Linked DNA regions of Mus musculus: all the other regions are linked to region 3. A link is a contact called in public HiChIP or PLAC-seq, Micro-C and promoter capture Hi-C data. All regions are on one chromosome and are shown on one strand. The core of a region is the stretch at or near the end of the contact, and the rest is flanking DNA. Distances in the headings are between cores, read along the strand shown. Region 1 has its middle 4.0 kb from the start of Gm38643. Region 2 overlaps Brd1 (bromodomain containing 1). Region 3 holds the start of Plxnb2 (plexin B2). Region 4 holds the start of Shank3 (SH3 and multiple ankyrin repeat domains 3). Region 5 holds the start of Mapk8ip2 (mitogen-activated protein kinase 8 interacting protein 2).

Region 1 (2,738 bases), core at 130-2,629, 300 kb after region 3:
CCACCCCACACACACACACACACACCCCTTGCCCCAGCTTGATGTCACTTTTTTTCAACTCCAAGTTCAGTGAGAGGAAGAGAAGCCAGGAAGAGCCTGGGCCTTTGATTAAAACACCTGGGAGACATCTCAACCCATCGTTGGAACAAAGGGTTCCCGAAGTACAGGCAGGAAGGCCAAGGAATCCGGTCTTGGCACTATGGGAAGCGCTGTTGGGCAAAAACCCCAATGAGGGCTCCTGGGCCCCAACCGCCAGCCCAGAGAGCCAGGTTGGCCAGGCCTGAGCGCAAAGAACCCAAAACAAGGAGTAGTCAGGCTGTGTCCTGGTGCTGACAGGCAAGTGGAGTGAAGACACATCCTGCCAAGTGGAGCTTTGCGAAGATGCCACCTGGTGAGGACTGGGGAGGGTGGAAAGGGCATAGAAACCCGGAGCTTCTGGGAGTCCGGGCTGTAGGGCTAGCAGAAGGCGAGAGTCGGCTCAGTCTTCAGGCAGGATGGAGGACCATGTCCCTGTGAGCCTGCTCCTGGTCTAGCTCCCAGACTCTTCTGGAGTCATCCTGAATCAATACGTCTTCCAATTAGAATTCTGGTTATTTTAATGGTGGTTTTAAACTGCTGCTTATTATGTTGAAAGTTAATAGATTGGAATTGCTTTTTTTCTAAAGCTCTGCCCTGATTCCGTTTAAACATTGCTTTGTAAGGCTGCGGATTGTCTCGTTTGGTGTGAATCCCCGGTCCTCTACCCAGCAAACCGCCCCCGACCCGTGCCACGTAAATGACAGTAAGCATAGTTTTGCGTTTCATTGGCTCCAAGAATGTGTAAGGACAAGACACAGAGATCACGGAGCACATGGAGAGGCGGTGGGGATGTGAGCCGACCCAATGATTGGGCCTAGGAGATGGCAGAGAGGTGGAAGCTGTTCTGAGGCTGCGGGTGGGGCCGCGCATGAGCACAGCACCTGGAGGTTGCAGGGCCACGTGTAGGATGTAAGAACTGGCTTTGAGGAGAAAGGGTGACTCAGCGAGAGTGTAAGCCACTGCGATGTGGGAGAGAGAAGGTAGGCGAGGTACTCCTCGCCTGGATCAAGGTAAAGTGACCTTTAAAAAGGGCATCTGGGATACTCTGGGATGGAGTGAATTAGATCACCTACCTCCCTGTGAAACCATAGTTTCTTGGGCAGGTGCATCCTGGCTCCAAGCAGAAGCGCCCCCCCCCCCCGGGGGACCAGCCAGGAGCTGGCACAAACACATCCCTGGCCCCACACCTCCCAAACGGAGGTCTGGTTTCCACCGTGTCCCTGTCCTCCGGGCCTACTGGAGCAGGTTCACAGTTCCCCTGGGGCTGTAGTGCACAGGTGGGGACCAGCAGCAGCTGCGGGGCGGTTCCTGCGACCTGAGACTCATCCTGGGAGCACAGAGGAGGTGACTGTCGCCAGGGAGCAGACAGGGTTTGGCTCCTGAACCCTCTGGGCCAGGGAAAGGGGTCACATCTGCTATAGGGGGAAGGGCAAAGTCTCCCCTGGGCCTCAAGCTTCGTGATTAAGGAAGGCAGCCAGGAATACAACCTCAGGGCTTGAGGCCAGGTGAAACTTAGAAGTCTGATTTCTGCCTCAAGTTCCCAGGAGCTGAGCATCTGATAACCCCCTGTTGATACCCCACCACCCCAGCTTATTTCACTAGGGAAAGGACCTCCAACTGCAAAGAGCTCACTCAGACACCCAGGGAAGCTGCGGGCTCACCTCTCTTCCTCATTGTTTACTCTGATTCTGATTCTTGATGGGTGACCCCGTGTGTGTGTGACCCCCATGAGGGTTTGCAAGCCTCTGAGCTTGGGCTTCCTGGCGATTCACATCTGGGTTCTCTGGTTTCCATACCTGAAGGAGTTAGGTCTCTTGCATCTGTGTATGTGCAGACCTGTGTCTACTCCCAGCAAGCTCGCCTTGCCTTTCCCTTCAGCCCTTCCTCTCTAGCATGCACTTGCGTGCATGTGTACGGAGGCTAGACCTACATTCCCTCCGTGCTGTTTCCAGACCATCTCTCCTGCTCTGCTGATCTTCGCACCCGTCATTTTCCCTTTCACCCCACATGCTGACGAATAAGGCAGAGTGAGACCTACCACTATCTTTTAAAGACAAGGCCTCACTGTGAATCTCTGACTGGCATAAAACTCACCGTGTAGACCTAGACAAATTTGGCGTGTTCCTTCTGCCTCTGGGTGCCGGGATTGCAGGCTCAACTCCCACCATGGCAGCCTGCTAGCTCAGACCTGGTGTTTGTCTTAGTCAGTGTTCTATTGCTGTGAAGAGACACCATGAGCCAGGCAATTCTTATAAAAGAAAGTGTTTAATTGGGGCTTGCTTAGAGTTTCGGAGGCTTAGTCCATTGTCCTCATGGTGGCATTCAGGCAGACATGGCAGCTGAGAGTTTTACATCCAGAGCAGCAGGCAGCAGGGAGAGAGAGCCTCTGGACCTGGCTTGGGCTTTGAAACATCAAAGCCCTCCCTCAGTGACACACTTCCTCCAACAATGCCACACCTCCTAATCCTTCTCAAGTAGTGCCCTAATGACTAAGCATTCAAATTATAAGTTTTTAAGGTCACTCTTATTCCTACCACTACAATTTTAGTTTTTCTAGTTCTGTTCCTCCCATGTACATTTTAGAATCAGTTTATCTATGTTTTCGCTAAAGATCCTACTAGAAACAAGCATGGTGGTATACACATAGCACTTGGAAAGTG
Region 2 (2,700 bases), core at 32-2,531, 470 kb after region 3:
CTCTGCATCTCCATGTCTGATGTCTTCAGATCTTCTATTCCTTTTTCATCTTTGTTGACTGCAACAAACTTCTTTCTCCTGGGCTGGTTCTACTCCCTGGTAGCATAGCAGCTTTCCTTAGCAGATAGTCCAACTACCACTCTGGTATCTCCAAGGCAGCTTCTTGTTTTAATGTCTGGGCCTCCTCTCCAAGGTGACGTCACTTCCCCAGCTCTGCCCTCGGTAGCTCTAAGCTCAGGTTGATCCCTCCACTGCCGCTGCTGCTCTTGGTGGCCATCATCTCCAATACACTGGGGGCTTCCGCTGCAACTAGAGCCTCTCTAGGCTCTCTTCATGGTGCCAAGCCTCAACTCCTTTGCATGGCCCCTTCAGTCCTGGGCCATCATCTGCAACCGAGGCTGCACTTTGATCAGTGATCTTCCGCCTCAGCTGCTCTTCATGGCCCCTTCATGCCTCAAGGCCAGTGCCACCTGGGGGACCATTGCAGTCACCCAGCATAGCTGCAGCATGAGGTGCAACCTTGGCTGTCTCTGGAACACAGCTTCTTGGTGCTCAGAAAACACTTCCAGTGATGCTGGTTGTCGTCATGATTTATTTATTATATGAGTACACAGTTCTCTTCAGACACACCAGAAAGAGGGTATTGGGCCCCTGTTACAGATGGTCGTGAGCCACCATGTGGTTGCTGGGAATTGAACTCAGGACCTCTGGAAGAGCAGTCAGTGCTCTTAACCACAGAGCCATCTCTCCAGCCCTGCCGGTCTCTTAATCACTGCTAATGCCTTAGCTCCCGCTAACCAGCATCAGCTGTCCCAGGAGTCTTTCTCCTCGTGATTATAAAGCCAGAGACACATGGCCGAAGCTGCTTGCTGGAGCTGGAACATGGCCCCTAGTTCTATTGCGTCATCACTAGCTTCCAGCTTTCGCGCTCCTTCAAGGCCTAAGTTTGTCACGTGGGGATCTTGCTCAGAACTCTGAGATATGCAAGCCTGACTCCTGGGATTAGAGGTGTGTACCAGCACGCCCGGAATTAAGCTTTTCTTCACCTACAACTTGATCTGTCCTTGAAAGTAGAGATCTGCCTGCCTTTGCCTCCAGGAATTAAAAAGCTTGTTCTGCCCAGTATAGACCAAAACTTAACTGGGTGGGATCTTGCCCCAAGGTCACTAGTCCCTTAATTCAAACTAATGTCCTTGAACACATTCAGCTCCATTCACTTCCAGTATTCCTTTCTAACCTTGCAATGCTTATTCACATGCTCTTCCTGAGAACAAAGTCTACGATGGGCCTTTCTAAGGCTTCCTTTGTCATTGTAATTAACCTGAGCCTCCTTAGCCTCAGGCAGACTCTTCAGCCAAGGGCAAAAATAGCTACTTCTTCACCAAACTACAAAAACAAGGCTCTAGACCACATAACTGAAATTCCTCACTGAAACCTCTTGTGCTGGGTCTACACAGTTCCGATTACTCACAGCAACAAAGTGTTCCATAGTCCAGCTAGGATAGACCATGAAGCCCCACTTGAAACATTCTGTGGCCTTCCAAATCCCAAGTTCCCCAACCTACATTCTTATAAGCAAAAACACGGTCAGGCCTATTACCGCAATATCTCAGTCCCTGGTGCCACCTGTCTTAGAGTTTTTCTGCTGTGAGCAGACACCATGACCAAGGCAAGTCTTCTAAGGACAACATTTAATTGGGGCTGGCTTACAGGTTCCGAAGTTCAGTCCATTATCAAGGTGGAAACATGGCAGCATCCAGACAGGCATGGTACAGGAGGAGCTAAGAGTTCTACGTCTTCTGAAGGCTGCTAGCAGAGTACTGACTCCCAGGCAGCTAGGAGCCCACCCATGAGGCCACACCTACTCCAACAGGGCTACACCTCCTAGCATTGCCGCTCCCTAAGCAGAGCATATACAAACCGCAATACTGGCCCTGTTGAAAGAGAAGCCAACCAGCAGAGCCTGCAGGTCTAGCACTCAGGTTGAGGAGGGAGGATTACAAGTTTGAGGCCAGCCTGGACTCAGCAAGCACAAAACAGAAGAAAGGAGGCTTGAGAAGTTGAGTGGTGGTTTTTGTTGCGGTGACTGTAAGCCAGTTGGACAGTGTTTGTCGTGTCCCACTGCTAAGTTAGTGCTGTTTAGACAGGGCGCTAATGAGTCTCCTAGGCCAGCTACCAGGTCTGGGCAGGGCTCATTTATGGTAGGTGTCTCTGTTGGCCCTGCTGTTCCTTTGGTTTTATCTTCGCATAGATTAAATAATTTTTTGGCTATTTCACTAATTTAAGTCCTGCAGTCAATGTTCCTAGAGTCTGGGGAGACCTGCGGACTCTGCAGCCTAGTTTCCTTTTGGTCATGATGTATGTGCAAGAACTTGAGCTAGGATGATGTTCACAATGTATAAACAGTCCATGTGAACATATTTACACACACGCAGCGTCTGTCAGTAGTCCATCTTGCGTCTATGTTGGTGCACTCAGACATGTCTGGTGGTCTTTGTGCCTCTCACTTTTTACAGAGCAGGACTGAGTTGGGTCTTAGTCCAGGAAAAGCCATGTGTGTTACCCACATCTCCTCTGCTACGGCCACACTAGTCCTTTGTGTACTACTGACTGAAGGAGTGTCTTGTCTCTTTTTTTCCCTCTTTGTGACAACAGCCTTGTCATAGGTTCAGAATCAGGGTAGAGAGGAGTATGTATGGC
Region 3 (2,700 bases), core at 195-2,694:
ATCTTTTTTTGTTATACAATACTTGTCTTTTAATATTTTTGATACAAAGTTTGCAGCTGTGTTACTGGATATTTTAGAGTTGTGTGTGTGTGTTGGGGGCCGTAGTGTTGAAATCACTGAATATTTTGGAGTCTCTTGTATGTGGGGGGAGGGGGCGGGGTTGCTGGTGGAGGGGAGAAGGTGATTCAACCAAGCCTGGCTGCTTGAGATGGGGCAAGTTCAACTTCCTTAAAGAAACAGTGAAGTCCTCAGATTTGTGAAGTTTTCAGGTTGGGGAAGACATAAGAATTGGGGCAGATCTCCAAAGCTGGGGAGATGTTGTTCCAAGCTGGCTCAGTCAGTCACGGGCACCCCAAAAGGCTCTCCACAGAGATGCCAGAGGAAATAGGAGGAAGTAGGCAGACGGTATTCAAGGAGGGCAAATCTGGAGGCTGGCGAGATGGCTCAGGGGGTAAGAGACTGCTCTTCCACAGGTCCCGAGTTCAAATTCCAGCAACCACATGGTGGCTCACAACCACCCGTAGTGAGATCTGACGCCCTCTTGTGGTGTGTCAGAAGACCGATACAGTGTACTTATGTATAATAATAAATCTTTGGGCCTGAGCGAGCAGAGATCCTAAGAATTCAATTCATAACAACCACATGAAGGCTCACAGCTAGAGTGTACTCACATACATAAAATGAATAAATAAATACATCTTTAGTTTTTTTTGTTTTAAAAAGGAGAGCAAATCTGGGGTGGAAGAGACAGCTATTCCAGGGTAGACATGAATGAGCTGGGGTTTGGGGACTAGTTCCAAACCTTGTCCTGAGATCGCCACCACAACTTCAAGGCCTGAAGTAGGAACCCTACGGTACTGTCCTACCCTATAGACATTTTGGGGGTCGGTAAGGCCAAGGGGCCGGGAAGGAGAGTAGAACATTCCATAAGGAGAACAGAGCGGCTAGGATTTGGAAGAAAGAATCAAGGTTCAGCAGCCCTCACCCTCGGGAACGGGATGAGCGCGTGGTCCCGCCTGTTGCCAATGGTGGTGCGGTTCCTTGCGCCCCGCCCATCTCCAAGAAGACACTTGAGGCCTCGATCTGGCCCAGGCGAAGCCACCCACTGGTGCCGGGCCGCGTGCGCCATTCAGTTCGGCCTGGGGCACTCCCGGGGTTGTGCCCAGCCTGAGCGAACTCCTCTGATGACGGGGCAGTGGGAGGTGCGGGGGAACTGGTGCCAGGAGACGAGACTGCAGCAGGCAGGGAGCGCGGATTGCTACTGGGCGCGAATCTCCAAGCAAAGCGGTGTGCATAAGTGGCTCTGAGCCGAGGGAAACGCGGGGTACGCTAGGGACGCCAGCCGCCCCTCCTTCCCACCCTCTACCCCTTAGTCTCGTCCCTCCCTCTCGCCCGCCCCTGTCCTCCCCGCCCTCCTTCTCCCCTGGCGGGGGCGGGGCCGGCGGCTCCCGCGCGCTCCGGCCCCTCCTCGGCCACACAAAGGCCCGTCTCCATGGCAGCCGCGCGGGCCGGAGCGCAACGCAGAGCGCGGCCCCGGCGCCATCGAACGACGGCTGCGGAGGAGCAGGTACGGCACTCGGGGACGGGAACTGTGGGGGCGTCGCGCAGGCCCAGGCTTCGCCGTCTCCGCCACTCGGCCTCGGCCTGCGCCCCCGGACGCGGGGGTCTTAGGGCAGTGCCGCTGCGCGGAGGGCGACGCGGGCCTGCGTCTTTGCCCCGCGTCTGTCTGTCTTTCCAATCGGCTGGGCCTGGCTGTTCCTGCCTCCCCGATTGGCGACGAGGCCCTCAGCGCTGGGATGCTGGGAGACTGTCCTGGCAGGCAGGGTTCCCACGACCCGGTGGAGCTGCACCCGACCCGGTGTAGTTTCAAACCCTCCTTCACGGCCGGCGTCCCTACCGAATCGATGGACCAGAGCAAGTCATCTCTGTCGTGCTGGACCTCCAGGCCCCAGTTCTCAAGCTAAGCTTGCTCAGACGCTGGGCTCTGCTGGGGCTTTTTACAGGGGTGCTCAACCAAAGCAGTGCCCACACCTTCTGGGACAGGGAACAAGAGCCAGAGAGAACTAACACTCAGTAGTAGTACCTGGTGAGGCCCCACGCCTCCCGGCAAGATCTCCGCAAGTTTCTAGTGTAGTTCGTTGTTGTGGTGTTTGGAGAGACACTTAGGATTCAGAGGGCTTAGAACTTGTGGGTGCTTTTACACAGTCCAGTCCTTCACTTCCATATACCTTCTTAAGGGAGATTCATTGCTTCCTCTGTTTCCTGCTGTGTGGCAGGTTTGTGTGTGGGTGGGTCCTTTCTATCTGGGGTCTTCTGAGCCTAAGAATCCTAGAGTTTCTGGCCACGTCACTTAATTCCTTTTTCTAGTTCCTTGGAGAAGGCAGGAAGGGAGATCGGATTATGGCCACCATGGTGGTGGTGGTCAGAACTGTAGCTGAAGCCAGGTCCCAAAGCCAGTGTCACGTTCTGATGAACGGAGGCCCTCGGGGGCCCTCATTTGCCTTGGGGAGTGCCCCCCTCTAACGTCTCTCTTCAATTTGTATTGATGATTTTAAAGCTGAATTTCTCAGACTGCTCACAAACACCTAGAGGGTGGGAGCTGTCAGCCTGATCCCACACCCGGATGCTGTCTTGGAACATAGGGAATGTCATCAGAAAGTTGGACTGTCGCTAGCATGAGTCCTTGCTCTTTGGTCAGGA
Region 4 (2,700 bases), core at 130-2,629, 320 kb before region 3:
CACACACACACACACACACAGGACGAGCCCTTCCTATTGAGACTAGGTCTCCGTCCCTATGGAATGGCACTCAAATCACCTTTATATGTCACAAATGGTGTTAATATTATTTTGGGCTAACCTCAGAAGACATGGGAGTGAGTGGCAAGAGGAGGCAAATGTGCACACAAGTGACACTGTTCGCACCACATGACCCCTAACGCACTCACTCTTAAACCGCTCGCACCACACACACGCCCCGAGTGCAGTGCATGTGTGGCATGCATGTGCTCATTGTGTGCTGTCCAGATTGCTCGCTGCAAGCGCTCTACACACGGCGCTCACACTGTTTCTCCATGCTTAAGCTGCAACACACCACTTACCACACAGGCAGCTTGCACTTCACCCTGCCCACTGCACTCGAGGTGTACCCACCTCGGTCTCTCAGCACACTGCTCAGGCTGCACACAGCCCCCCACCGCGCCTGTCGCCAACTCCTCCCGGCCTGCCCTTCTACTGCTCCAGCCACGGAGCTCAAAGATCACACCCTGAGCGCTCCATTCCACCCCCACCCCAGTCGGCCCAGCACCTCCAGATAGGGCAGGGGCGTGTCCAGGTTAGGCGGGTAGTCCTGTAAGAGCCGCTCTTCATCCAGGAACTTGCCGGCGCGACCCCGGGAGGGAGGCTGGAATAGCCCGTAGTTGAGCGCGTCTTGAAGGCTATGATTGAGGGCGCAGAGCACACGCTGCTTGGCGGCCCACACGGGCGCGGTTGGGTCCAGACGCAGGCACTTCTGCAGCGGAGCGAGTCGTGAGCCCGGACCTGCGGGCGCAGGGCCCCGCGCCCCGGGCCCCGCTTTGGAGGGCTAGTTGGGGAGCGAGAGCAGGGACCCCGCGCCACCGCGCAGAGGCCGAGGCCCCGCCCCGGGGCTGGGCTTCCAGGGCCCCGCCCCGGCGATGGGGAGGGTCCCGCGGAGGCGGCGGGGGAGGGGCGAGTGGCCACGGCCGGGGGTCCTGGCGCAGGGCGCGCCCGGCGGGGGTCACCGCTAGCGGGCCACACAGGGGTACGGCGAGATCGCAAAGGCTCACCGTTTGTTGCAGGTCCGGGATGCCGACGCGCACGACCACGGCGCTGGCCCCGGGGCCGTCCATCCCGGTGCTAGCGCCCGGGCCCGGACTGTTCCCGGCGGAGAGAGGAGCGCACGGGGACTCCGCGCGGCGCCCTGGCCCCCCCTGACCCCCCGCAAGAGCCCCGCCGACCGCGCTACGCGGGAGGGGGCCGGGGGGGGCCGGGGCCGGGGCCAGCGCGGGGGACAGCGGCTCCGGGGGCTCCGCAGGCGCAGCGGCGGCGGCGACGGCGGCACGGTTTAGCTGCATCGGCCCCGGCTTCGAGCGGCGCCTGCCTTCCCCGGGGGCGGGGGCGGCGGGGGGAGGGGGCCCGAGCCCGGAGCGGAGCGGAGGCGGGGAGGGGGCCGCGCCGGAGGCGGGGATGGGAAGCCCGGGGCCGGGAAACTGGGGTCCCCCGCGGGGTCGGGGCGGCGTGGGCGTGTGGTGCAGAGGGCGGGGGCCGGGGGCCCGCGCCGAAGAGGGGGGGGGTTGGCTGTCGAGGGGGAGTGGCTGACACAGCGGGGGGATGGCACGCCGCGCTTCCGCTGCAGGCGAGCGTCGCAGACCACCGTACTGGGGTGACGGAGGGTTCTAGAGCTGGGTGGGGAACGCGTCGGGGCAAGAGGACCCACAGGCCGACTGAGAGGGAGAGACAAGCAGGAAAATTGGTGACCCGGGGTGGAAATCTCCCCAGTCTGCCGACCCCACTCCAGACCCCAAGGAGGTGGTGGGGTCACCCGAGCACGGTGCTGGGTGGGAGTCGGAGGGCTGCAAACCCCAGGCGCGAGCAGGGCGGAGCTGCAGTCCACGGGAGCTCCCCCCAGACCAACCCTTCTAACCGCGCCCAGGGTGTTCCTCTCGGCCCCCACCACAACCGAGTTTGGGGAGTCTGTCCGGACTCTGCGGGCCTCCCGCACCTTGGGTAGCCCAACCTTGCAGCTGGTCGCCCCCTCCCCGTCACCTTAGCGACAGCAGGCTGGGGGCGCGACCTACGAGGAAAGGCTTAGGGGAGGGGGCGCCACTAGTCTCCACCTGCGGCGGGGAACTGAATTTTAGTTTCACACGTTGTCGTGGCAACGCGGGAGGGGGTGACGAGTGGGCGGGGAGGGGAGCGCTGCGAGTGAACCAACTCAGGCGCCGCCCGCGTGGCGTGCCAGCCTTAGCCCGGCGCTGCCTCGGAAGTGCCCAACGCACGGGGGCCTAGCTCCCAAGGCCCAGAAAGGTGTAGCCCCTGAATGGATGAATTGCCCTACTCGGTAGTGTCTACTGCCTTCCACTGCACTCTCCCGCATACCTAGACTTACACCTCACCCCCTAAAGGCCCCAGAGAGCCACTCATCGGTGGCGGCACAAACTGGACAGCTTTTGTGGAGCAGCCTGGCCGGGAACTCTGCCAGTGGCAGAAAGCATCCCCTTAGCCACAGCCTCTCCTACCTTCTCCGTGAGCAACCCTGGATCGCCCACAAAACTGGCTATTCCTGCGCATCCCAGGAATAACCCTGGACTACCCTGGTCCTATACACGATAGAGCCTCCCCAGATCCCACCCCCTGACCACCTGGGTCACCTCAGAAATGCCCTCACCCCACACAGAACAGTGATTGGCTTAGACTGCC
Region 5 (2,700 bases), core at 201-2,700, 270 kb before region 3:
ATGCTAGGGAGGCTGAGCCTGTGTGAACCTCCTCCATACTCAGACCCTACACACCCAGCCCCTTTCCCCACCTTCTCACAGTGGTCCGAGTCGTAGCTAAGGCCCAGGCCACAGTCGTCCGTGATCTCAGACAGGTCTTCATCATCAAATTCTTCCAGGCTTATGTCCTGGGGAGGCCTGAAGAGGAGGCCAGGGTCAGAAGGCCACCTGACCTAGGCTCCTGGCCTGAGAGCTGATCCTGAGGACATTGGTGGGAAAGGTCCAGCTCCCAGGGCCCCCAGCTCCCATGCTAAAGCCGTGTCGTTTTTTGACCCCAGGCACTGCTCTCCCCTGGGTCCCCTCCTCCACCACAGGGAATGAGCCCAGAGGAGGCATCCCTCCACAAACCCCTCCCACTCCTTTTCAGCTCAGCTCCCAGCCCCTGTGGGTCACAGCTTCAGCCTCAGGGGAGATACCTTGAACCAACGGGGGGGGGGGGGGGGAGGGGGGGGAGCTGCGACAACAGGAGAGGGAGGGGTCCAGCTGTTCCCCATCCACTCCTACACAGAAACAGGCCTACATCCAAACATCCAGCCCCTCCAATCCCAACTTCCCCATCTCACCCCCAGAGCTTCAAGCTTGATTTCACTCTCTGCCGTCCTGGGGGGAGGGGGGGTTGGGAGGGAAGAGGGCTAGGGGCAAGGCCCTAGCCTTTATGGAAGGAGGCATAACAAGGCCAAAAGGACACTGGCAGGAACAGACTAGGTGCTGAACACCCTGCCTAAAATCCCTCAAAGGGTCAATCGAGAGACCGCACCCTTGCTAGGTCATCGGTCCTGGCTGGGTGCGGTTCGGTATCCCAACAAGAAAAGTGAATGTGTATCTCTGTGTGGGGGTGGGAAAGGGGGGGGGTTGCCATTGGGTCTGCGCGACAAGGAGCAAACACCGAAGGACCCGGAGCCCAGGGTGGGGGATGGGAGCATCAGTCAGAGGCCTGCAAACCAAGGAGGCGCCCTGGCCTGGGTAGTTGAAGTCGATGGGGTGGAGTGGCAGGCCGAAGAGACCTACGTGAAGATGAGACCCGCCGAATGCGTACCTGCAGCCGGGAGGCGACAGCGAGTGAAAGGTGGAGAGAGAAAACATCTCCGCGCGATCCGCCATCTTCCCTGGAACCGCCGGCCGGCAGCGAGGGGGAGGGGTGAGGAGCACCGCGCGCCCTTGGTGCTCAGGCTCGCGGCCTCTGTCTCCCCACTCACCTCGTGACACGCCCTGCGACACCCGTCGGCGACACACCTCAGCGCCCTGCCAGGACACCGCGGCAGCAAGCCGCGCCGCAGGGGTGAGGGGAGGGAGTGGCGCAGGGCGGGGCCTGAGGTGGGGGCGGAGGAATGGGGGTCGAGCCGAGAAAGGATGCGGGATGCGAGGTGGTGGTGGTAGCGGTGGTGGTGAGATTCTGGTCGGGAGAGCTGGCGGGCGGCTTGCGTGGTCCTAGCGTGGAATAGGCGAGAAGGGATAGGTGGAAGCAGAGACACGCTGGTAGACCAAAGGTTTCTGCAGGAGCCGAGAGAGGTGCGGGGGAAATGGGTGCGGTAGACCCAGGAGCCAGGACCAACGCGGCCCGGGAATGCGCGCCTCTGGTTACAGCGGTGTGCAGTGCTCCTGGGAGGTGGACTGCTCGTGGAGGGGTGATGGGCGAGGACTTAGGAACAGCGTTCATGCCCCGGCAAATTCGAAAAGCAGAGTTGGTCAGGAACCCACCAGACCTCCTAACCCACCAGACCTCCTAATCCACCAGACCTCCTAACCCACCCAGACCTCCTAACCCGCGCTAGACCTACTAACCCGCTAGACTTCCTAACGGGTGGCAGAGGGAGCTGTCCACCCGAGGGTGCTGATCAGAGCTCGTCGGAGCTGTTCTCCACTGGGTGCTGATGAGGTCAAAAGAAACTTCTCCTTAAGATTTGCTGACTCCAGCTATTATCCTGACAGTGCTAATGGAACCGGGACAGTGACTCTGTCTCAAAGGATGTGAAGAGGTCTGGAATCAGAGTCCAGCATTCAGAAGCCAACATTGAACTTTCTCTGTGTGGTACAGACTTGAAGATCCTGGGCAGAGATAGTGGTGGACACTAGAAGTTGAGGCTATGTTCATCAACTGAGCAGCTGTTTCTTGGGGCCACCTATGCTCTTGGCTCTGTTTTGAGTATGGAAAACCTCCAAGTTGAGGCATAGGCTTACTAAGAAGTTCTGTGTAGAGAGGCAGGGCAGAAATGGAGCCAATTGTGAAGTGAGGCAGAAGATCAAAGTAGTGATGGACAAGCTAGAGAAGAAGGGGTAGGGAGCCTCACACTGGAATTAAGTTTTGAAGGAAGAAAGAGACACTAGAGTGTTACGGCTGGAAATCACAGAGCAGAAGGGACTCAGATAGTCAGGTGAGACACCCTGCTCAACCAGTTTCTTAATTTCTGAATTGCCAACGAGTGTGACTTCTCCAGGCTTTCTCGGAATTCACTGGAATTGTACAACCCTGAACTCATCTCAGACTATAACCCCACACAAGCCTCTCTCTTATCAAATGATCACACCCAGATTCCAAAAGCATAGACAACCCCGGGAGGGGTTACCTCCCACTTCTCCTGTGGGGTTTCTCGTTGGCTCCAAGAGCACAGATTCTCCAGACTTAAGATCTAAGAGTGGTTACCCATCTTCATTTAGCCACCA

Evidence for each region. Promoter capture Hi-C pulls out the DNA fragments that hold promoters and counts their contacts. Hi-C and Micro-C count contacts between places; a contact is called where the count stands out from the background. HiChIP or PLAC-seq counts read pairs in DNA pulled down with a chosen protein or histone mark.
Region 1: a contact with region 3 is called in a promoter capture Hi-C map of embryonic stem cells, with 5 read pairs. The contact joins the enhancer-like site here to the promoter of Plxnb2 in region 3. A contact is called at or near these places in 11 of 39 promoter capture datasets (the 3T3-L1 cell line, cranial neural crest, embryonic stem cells and 5 more), 1 of 484 Hi-C or Micro-C datasets (liver), 6 of 115 datasets of contacts at active chromatin or transcription factors (embryonic forebrain, embryonic stem cells, extraembryonic endoderm stem cells and 1 more) and 1 of 9 other capture datasets (embryonic stem cells).
Region 2: an H3K27ac HiChIP or PLAC-seq map of embryonic stem cells shows a contact between it and region 3, with 11 times the contacts expected there. The contact joins the enhancer-like site here to the promoter of Plxnb2 in region 3. A contact is called at or near these places in 4 of 39 promoter capture datasets (the C10 cell line, cranial neural crest, embryonic stem cells and 1 more), 2 of 484 Hi-C or Micro-C datasets (both in embryonic stem cells), 4 of 115 datasets of contacts at active chromatin or transcription factors (bone marrow-derived macrophages, embryonic stem cells and stem cell-derived neural progenitor cells) and 1 of 9 other capture datasets (adipose tissue).
Region 4: a Micro-C map of embryonic stem cells shows a contact between it and region 3, with 1.7 times the contacts expected there. The contact joins the promoter of Shank3 here to the promoter of Plxnb2 in region 3. A contact is called at or near these places in 2 of 39 promoter capture datasets (cranial neural crest and frontonasal cranial neural crest), 1 of 484 Hi-C or Micro-C datasets (embryonic stem cells) and 3 of 9 other capture datasets (adipose tissue, liver and pancreatic islet).
Region 5: a promoter capture Hi-C map of the HPC-7 cell line shows a contact between it and region 3. The contact joins the promoter of Mapk8ip2 here to the promoter of Plxnb2 in region 3. A contact is called at or near these places in 12 of 39 promoter capture datasets (the 3T3-L1 cell line, the C10 cell line, the HPC-7 cell line and 7 more), 2 of 484 Hi-C or Micro-C datasets (CD4 T cells and embryonic stem cells) and 3 of 9 other capture datasets (adipose tissue, liver and pancreatic islet).

The regions. Positions count from the first base shown.
Region 1 is chr15:88,880,087-88,882,824 of GRCm38.p6, reverse strand. No RefSeq gene overlaps it. Among named protein-coding and RNA genes, the nearest start is that of Gm38643, 4.0 kb to the left of the region's middle. Within about 2 kb of position 1,379, at least 10 of the 459 cell types and tissues checked have an H3K27ac peak or open chromatin away from gene starts, as enhancers often do. A contact at or near this core is called in embryonic stem cells, where this site is marked.
Region 2 is chr15:88,707,597-88,710,296 of GRCm38.p6, reverse strand. The region is part of intron 6 of Brd1 (bromodomain containing 1); the gene reads left to right. Among named protein-coding and RNA genes, the nearest start is that of Gm41377, 25 kb to the left of the region's middle. Within about 2 kb of position 1,281, at least 40 of the 459 cell types and tissues checked have an H3K27ac peak or open chromatin away from gene starts, as enhancers often do. A contact at or near this core is called in embryonic stem cells and stem cell-derived neural progenitor cells, where this site is marked.
Region 3 is chr15:89,179,532-89,182,231 of GRCm38.p6, reverse strand. It overlaps Plxnb2 (plexin B2), which reads left to right and starts at 1,444. Exons shown (of 38, transcript NM_138749.3): 1 at 1,444-1,567. It overlaps Dennd6b (DENN/MADD domain containing 6B), which reads left to right. Exons shown (of 20, transcript NM_027081.3): 20 at 1-19.
Region 4 is chr15:89,498,287-89,500,986 of GRCm38.p6, reverse strand. Shank3 (SH3 and multiple ankyrin repeat domains 3) reads right to left here and starts at 1,379. Exons shown (of 22, transcript NM_021423.4): 1 at 1,068-1,379; 2 at 569-772. The coding sequence starts at 1,355.
Region 5 is chr15:89,452,661-89,455,360 of GRCm38.p6, reverse strand. It overlaps Mapk8ip2 (mitogen-activated protein kinase 8 interacting protein 2), which reads right to left and starts at 1,450. Exons shown (of 12, transcript NM_021921.3): 1 at 1,076-1,450; 2 at 72-177. The coding sequence starts at 1,140.